Linked DNA regions of Mus musculus: region 2 is linked to region 1. The links are chromatin contacts, called in public promoter capture Hi-C maps. All regions are on one chromosome and are shown on one strand. The core of a region is the stretch at or near the end of the contact, and the rest is flanking DNA. Distances in the headings are between cores, read along the strand shown. Region 1 has its middle 24 kb from the start of Defa21. Region 2 holds the start of Atp7b (ATPase, Cu++ transporting, beta polypeptide).

Evidence for each region. Promoter capture Hi-C pulls out the DNA fragments that hold promoters and counts their contacts.
Region 2: a contact with region 1 is called in a promoter capture Hi-C map of cranial neural crest. The contact joins the promoter of Atp7b here to the enhancer-like site in region 1. A contact is called at or near these places in 3 of 39 promoter capture datasets (cranial neural crest, frontonasal cranial neural crest and stem cell-derived epiblast-like cells), 2 of 15 datasets of contacts at CTCF or cohesin (large pre-B cells and pro-B cells) and 6 of 115 datasets of contacts at active chromatin or transcription factors (differentiating embryonic stem cells, embryonic stem cells, extraembryonic endoderm stem cells and 2 more).

Annotation. Positions count from the first base shown.
Region 1 is chr8:20,999,780-21,003,595 of GRCm38.p6, forward strand. No RefSeq gene overlaps it. Among named protein-coding and RNA genes, the nearest start is that of Defa21, 24 kb to the right of the region's middle. Within about 2 kb of position 1,647, at least 3 of the 459 cell types and tissues checked have an H3K27ac peak or open chromatin away from gene starts, as enhancers often do.
Region 2 is chr8:22,058,471-22,062,286 of GRCm38.p6, forward strand. It overlaps Atp7b (ATPase, Cu++ transporting, beta polypeptide), which reads right to left and starts at 1,604. Exons shown (of 21, transcript NM_007511.2): 1 at 1,502-1,604. The coding sequence starts at 1,585. It overlaps Alg11 (asparagine-linked glycosylation 11 (alpha-1,2-mannosyltransferase)), which reads left to right and starts at 2,251. Exons shown (of 4, transcript NM_001243161.1): 1 at 2,251-2,300; 2 at 3,416-3,646. The coding sequence starts at 2,257.

The sequences.
Region 1 (3,816 bases), core at 397-2,896:
TTTCCATATCCTGTTTGTTTGTTTGTTTGTTTGTTTGTTTAAACCCAAATGAATTTAAGAATTGCTCTTTCTAACTCTATGAAGAATTGAGTTGGAATTTTGATGGGGACTGCACTAAACCTGTAGATTGCTTAGGTCTAGAATGGCCATTTTACCCGTATTAATCCTGCCAATGCACAAGCATGGGAGATGGAGCAGCTTGGGACAGGATCCTTCTGGTTTACATCTGTGCCTGGAGTGGACCCTGTTCCACAGCTCTCCATACACAATTTCCTTCCAGAAAGAACTTTTCTCCCAGGAGGGCTAACATACAGGAATGCAGTAGGAACAAGACCCAGTCAGAGTCAGCAAGACCAGCTAACACCACAGATAACCGATGGGAAGAGGCAAGGGCAAGAAGATAAGCAAGAGAAACCAAGGCTTCTTGGAGTCATTGGAACCCAGTTCTCCCACCACCACAAGCCTTGAATACCCCATTACACCAGAAAAGCAAGACTCACATTGAAAATCACATCTCATGATGATGATAGAGAACTTTAGAAGGGCATAAATAACTCCCTTAAAGAAAAACAGGACCAGGGCTGCTCCTCCTATTGATGTGCAACAGTGTAGGGGAATAACAGGACAGGGATGGAGGAGTGGGTGAGATGGTGAGCATGGGTATGTGGGATGGGAAAGGAAGGTTTAGAAGAGGAAATGAGAAAAGTATGTAATGAAAAAAATAGAATAAATAATAAAAATGAATGATGAATATAAAAATAATGAAAATTAAAAAATAATAAAAATAAAATAAATACAGGAGAAAACAGGAAAAAACAGAGAAGCCTTTAAGAGGAAACACAAAAGCCCCTTAAAGAATTATAGGAAAACATAAACAAACAGGCAAAGGAAATGAAAAAAAAAATCCAGCATCTAAACATGGAAATAGAAACAAGAAAGAAATCACAAAGGAAGACAACCCTGTAGATAGAACACCTAAGAAAGAGATCAGGGTTCATAAAGGCAAACATCACCAACAGAATACAAGAGATAGAAAACAGAATCTTAGGTGCAGAAGATACCAGAGAAAACATTGATACAGGGCCCAATAAAGTTGGCTCATGCCTTTAATCCCAGAATTTGGGAGGTAGAGGCAGGTGGATTTCTGAATTCAAGGCCAGACTGGTCTACAGAGTGAGTTACAAGGCAGAGAAACCCTGTCTGAAAACCTCCACCCCCAATCCCGGGAAGAAAAAGAGAAAAAATCTCCTAAACACATCCAGGAAATCCAGGACACAATGTAAGAACGAAACCTGAGGATAAAGAAGAGAGCAAAGATTCCCAAAATAAAGGGCCAGTAAATATCTTCAACACAGTTATAGAAGAAAACTTCCCTAACCTAAAGAAAGAGATGCCCATAAACATACATGAAGTCTACAGACCTCAAAATAGATTGGGCCAGAAAAGAAATTCTTTTTGTCACATAATAGTCAAAACTCCAAATTCAAAAAAAAAAAAAAAAAATGAAAGAAAGTGTACAAAGCCGCAATATACACGCCATCACTAGATGGCGCTAAACCTCCATTGTGCCAAACCGATCTCTTTGTTTAGATCAAGATGTGTTGTGCACATGTGCAGGGAGCAAAAGCCCACCAAAGTCACTAGCCCATCCCCAGGGCGTATGAGATCGTGGGTAAAGCTGCCAGTCCTACATAGACACGTCACACCAGGGGGTATTTAAGCCATACACGTTTCTGAGCCTTTTAGGTCTACCTCATCATTATGAAATAAAGATTAACTACAGAAGGATCTTTTGTTTTGTGCATGTTTTTCGCAGGCAAAGAACAATAGTGCAGGACAATTTGGTGCTGAAACCCGGGAATTGCCTCACCACTGCCCAGCGCCAGAGAGGGGCCCTCCGTCCAAACGGAGAAGATCCAGAACCCTAGTGGGGAAAGGTAAGCTTTGAGAGACATGTCTGGCTTTAATTCCTTTAATCCCTCCCCTCAACTGGAAGGCTGTAGTGAAAGCTTTTCTTTTCCTGTTGGCTGTGTTAACCCTATTCCTCCTGGTTTTATCCTGCACTCATCAGAGGTGGTGCTGAATTTTGACTGCTACTAGGCACGGTCAGACGAATGTATATAAGCCGAGGTGCTTGTCCTGTATTTAAGCCTCTCCTGTAGATAAAGGAGAAGTATCGGAACTTCACATTCTGTGATCACAGCACTGCAGTCTGTCATAAAGCAGCGTGAGATAAAAGTTTCTACAAGTGTTGCGCGCGCTCAACAGGCCAGGAAGAACGACGCTGCTACAGGATCCTTCTGCACACGTTTATTCAGTCCTGTTTCTTCTTTTTTATATCTCCCTTGTTTATATCTCCCTTGTTTATATATCTCCCTTGTTTTTATATCTCTCTTGTTTTTATATCTCCCTTGTTTATATATCGCCCTCGTTTTTATATCTCCCTTGTTTTTATATCTCCCTTGTTTTTATATCTCCCCCGAACCCTGGGCCTCTCACTCTTTTATACTCTCAGTTCCCATCCACGCACAGCAGGCCACGCCACCTCGCCAGTCACGAGGCTTCAGCTAATCAGGGCAGCAGGGGCATATCTCCACCAAATTGGATTCACCTGTATCCTGGTACACCTGCGCAGCACTCAAGATGTTTGTGTCTTATATGAGGAAGTCAGGTGCAAGTCATATGACTTAGCTACAGTCCCTGGCGCCTTTAGGACTGCCGCCACACCTGCTCCTAACATCTCCCCCTTTTTTCTTTTTTGGCAGAGAGAATGTCTGTAGATAGCCCCCCGCAGCCATGCCCCTTACCCGTCCTTGGGTGACAAACAGCATTGGTTTGATCCCTGTCTTAGGTTGGTGACATGCCCAGGGAGTCTTATCACTGACTACCTCTCTATTATGCCAAGCCACACCTGGGGAGATTGTGTTTTGCTTGTGGCAGGTGCATCAAAAGGCCAGGATGTTGATTAATCTATGGCCAGATCTTAATTGCTGCAAGCAAGCCTCATGGGTGAAGGTAGAGGTCTGATCCCCAGTGTGCAAGCATAGGGGCCCTACACAAAACCATCCCTTAGGCTCATCACCCAGAGAGGTCTTGGCCAGCTCCCGTGTCGTTTTTCCTGGGGGAAGGGAACTAGGACACTGAACCTTCATGCAATCAGACATGCCTTCCACAGGATGCCAACAGCAAGCTATCCTCTGTGCAGTGCTTAGCCTCGCACCCCACGGCATAACGCAGCATAATTTCTTTTAGAGCAGCAAACCGAATCTGAGGAGATTGTCCCGCCTCCACTGCAGCAAAAGCCTACGCTACCATGGCGAAAGTGCGGGCCTGCACACGCTGCACCTAACACATGTGCCAAACACACAACGCACACGCACTATAACAAGCATACATCCCAGGGCTCTCATCCCCGCTCATCTTCCCTGAAGCAAGGGATAGATAGCCAGAGAGGCTATCTCTTTAAGGGGAATTCAGGGATCAAAAAGCGTGGAAAAATTTGAATGTCATGTCGAGCTGGTATCGGCTTCTGGAATACCGAAAGGATCTCTCATCTCGGCTCCATCCTTTGTGCTTGTGGGATCATCCACCACATCCACAGGGGCAACTGGATCAGGAGCCTCATTCTTGCAGCGTCTCACCAATCTCTCCGGCACCCAAAGAGGTTCCGTCTGGTCCTGTAGAAACACACAAACAGACCCTCTCGCCCACGTCAACACCTGATCCTGTCGATCCTCTCCAAATCTCCGGACAGAAGGTCCACCTACAGGTGGCTGCTGAGGAGGCATAGGGAGGAGGCACAGAAGCTAATTCGCC
Region 2 (3,816 bases), core at 354-2,853, 1.1 Mb after region 1:
AGTGTCACGCATATAATAAGTTCAGTGACTTCGCCTAAAGCCATTATCAGTGTAATTCAGAAGCGGGTGAGGCCAACAAGAGACAGAGCAGTTAACCGACTGCTTCCACAGAGGAGCAGGTCTTCAATTTCACCTGATTAGATAAAGACTTTACTCTTTCAGGGGGACACTGACAAAGATAGGGGGCATCTCCTTCTCTGCTCTGGCCACCCCTACCCGGTGTGGGCTGTCTTCACACCTACTCAGCCACCTCTCTCCCTGCCTGTCCATTAACCTACACCCCTCTCATTCCTACACACCAGAGTCTACATGAATTTCACTAACAAGGGACGCTGGATAAAACTGCTGGATTAATTAGTTTCAGAGACCTGAACAAAAGGAGCAAGCTCCAATCCAGCAATCCAGACCTAAAGAAATACGCCCAGTATTAAATTCGATGTCAATAACCAAGTGTAAGGCCAGTTGAATGGCTCGATGAGTGGATGCACACAATCTTGAAGCCCTAGGACCTGTTTGCTGAAAGGAGGGAAAACCAACTCCTGGACGTCTTCTGCTGACCTCTCACGCCTAGATTCTCTCCCCCTCCATTCTTCCCCATATACACATAAAACAAATAAATAAATGCTTTAAAAAAAAAAAAGACTCAAGTACAAGTAGGGCAAGATGGCTCAGTGGGTAAAGGCACTAGCTTTTAAACCCGACGACCCGACACACTGACACACATGGTGGGAAAAGCAGCACTAAGTCCAGCAAGATGCCCCTAACCTCCATCACACACACACACACACACACACACACACACAACAATTCAAGTGCAAAGATCACGTCAACTGGGAAAGAAAGGAAGCAATCGCCATGACCACCCAAGAGGGAACCACCAACAGACTATGGGGAACACCTATGACACTCTGGGAAACAATCTACAAAGTATAACTAATTGGAAAAAAAAAGTTCCGAGAACATAAAACGTGATTTCAATTAAGCTAGACAAAATATTTTAAAACAATGCACAAATCTTCAAGAATTCATCATATGCCTGCGACCTATACAAGTTTCAGTAAGTATTTGTTGATTGAAAACGCACATGAAGAAAAGAAAAACAGACCTGCTTTTCATGTTAAATATTCTACGCTGTTTGCATCTCTAAGAGGCTGCATTAATTAACCCCCTGTATTATTAAATGAATGCCTTCAAGGTACAGGACTTGGATGTAGACCTTTTGAGGAGCATTAGCCAGGCATTAGCGAGGTATTAGCACTCCCAGGAGCAACTAGAGTTTTTATACAGCAAGCCCACGCTCAAGAGCTCTTTAATAAGGACCGGGGAAAGTTCTGGGCTCGAAATCGTTGTACACCAGAGGGCTAGTGGCACCCTTGATCTAGAGGGTTTTCCTCCCGGGTTCTCAGGGGTACGTGTCCACAGTCACGAGCCCTGGAGGAACCGAGGAGAAAAGCGCTTTGAGCAGGTGCGTACACGCTGCGGTCAGGCAAAGGAAACTTACTTTCCGACTGGCCTCTTTGGCTGTGACCTGTCTCTCCTGTTCAGGCATCGTCCCCACAGACGCCAAGTTCTTCCTGGGATCCATCCCCGAGCCCAAAGGTCACCTGGTTGGGGGGAGGGAAGGGCGACTTTACAAGCCAGGGAGAGGAGGCGCGAAGAAGCGCATCCGTGGTTCCTGGGGAACACAGGGCTCAGATCTCCCAGCCCCGGCGCTGCGGACTACGGACAGCGAGGTCCGCGGTGCGCTGCAGATAGGGTGCAGCGAGGACCACAGTCTCAGGACGCCCGCTCCAGCGCAGCCCCCTCTCCACCCCGCGCCCCGCTACTGCGGCCGCTGGGGACTCGCCGACACCTCTGAAAGAGCGGACTCTGTACTGGAAGATTAGCTCGTCGCCCGCCCGGACCTCCCATTGGGTCCCAACCGGCTGGCAGCGCCGCGGTGGGGGCAGGGCTGGGCGCCCTCAAGGGGGCTTCCAGACGGGAGGGGGGGGAGCGAAGTGGGCGGGGCGAGTGGGGTGGGAGGGGCGAGAGAGCCGGCTGTCCATCACAAGCCACGCCCCACCACCGCCACCGCAGCGGCGTGGCCCAAGTGGGATGGGCCCGTGTGCGCCCCGCCTGTGGGAAGCGGCTATTAGGCAACCTGCAGGAAGGCGTGTAAGCGGGGGGCGTGGCTAACGGCACACGCTTCCTCAGGAGCCAATAGGATAGAAGAACAGGCAAGCGCTTCCGGGCTGTGAGAGGGGAGGGTGGGATAAGATGGCGGCGGACACTGGGAGCTGGTGCGTGTACGCCGTGCTGCGGTGAGGATCTGGTGGCCTGAGCTCACGAGGGCGTGGAGGGTTTGGAGGCAGTCCAGATAAAGTCTGTAGAAGCGCTTTCTTCGTGCCTCGGTTTACCTCGGTTGTTTCGCATGCCGATCAGCTGTTTTCCTTAACTGGCTACCTGCTGCTTCGTAAACCAGTTGGTTGACTCTCTGCTACTTGACCATCTGTTGATTTCTTCTTTCCTGGTTGATGTTTAAAGTTGTAAATATATTGGTTTTGCCTTTGAGATACATATCGTTTCTTATGTAAGAATTACATAAAGTTGGTAGAAATAAACAGGAATGTTAACCACCCGGTGGTCACTACTATTGTAATAGTTCCATATTTCAAAAGTTGTTTCTGCCCTATGAAAGCCTACCTAAGTTCATATGTGTTTTTGTTCAGGTTGAACATTTATAGCTAGCGAAATAGCGTTCTGAAGAGCAGTGGATACATGCATTCTTGCCAGAGTTTGTATTACATCTTCCTTTCTGAGCTGTCTGCTTCAAGGTCTGTAGTGATTGCTAAAAATATGAATAGGCTAGTTTGTTCTAGCACATTCTTGGCCTTTTCCCGATAAATGGAATGCTGCCAGCTCTGTACAGTGTACATTGTCATGAGTGACTTTCTGCATTATAATGGTCATTGATAAGTAATTCAAAGCTTTGGATTACAGTTACCTTTCTTCCAAGCATTTGGTTTAAATATGGGTATGTATTGGCTAGGAATCAAGTGTTTACCTAACATCTTTGAGGCCCTGAATCACCAGTCATCACCACTAAGGGGAAAAAAATTAATTTTTTTTGTTTTTTTGTTTTGTTTTGTTTTTGTTTTTCGAGACAGGGTTTCTCTGTATAGTCCTGACTGTCCTGGAGCTCACTTTGTAGACCAGGCTGGCCTCAAACTCAGAAATCCTCCTGCCTCTGCCTCTCAAGTGCTGGGATTAAAGGCATGTGCCACCACCGCCCGGCACTTTTTTTTTAAATAATTTTTTTAGCAGACTTAGGAGCTACAGAACTTAATATTAAGCAAGTGTGTAAAAAGTAAACCTTAGTTTGTAGCTGACTTTTTAAATTGACAACAGGTTGATTTTCACCTTTTATTTATCTCAGGTTTTTCTATTCACTCTTCTTTCCTGGACTGATGATATGCGGAGTTTTGTGTGTATATTTGGTCATTGGCCTTTGGGTTATCAGGTGGCATCTACAGAGAAAGAAGAAGTCTGTGTCGACCAGCAAAAATGGAAAAGAACAAACGGTGGTTGCATTTTTCCATCCATACTGTAATGCAGGTGGCGGAGGAGAGAGAGTTCTGTGGTGTGCTTTGAGAGCCCTGCAGAAAAAGTAGGTATGCATCTTTCTTAGCTCAAACACAGCGCTACTGCTTGCTAAGATCATACTGAATTTTAGTTTCCACAGATTTCAGTGTTGCAGAGCTGTTATCCCAACTTACCTGGAGTCTAAAGTGGGAGGATTATTGGAGCCCAGGAGTCATAAGCCAGCCTGGGCAACAT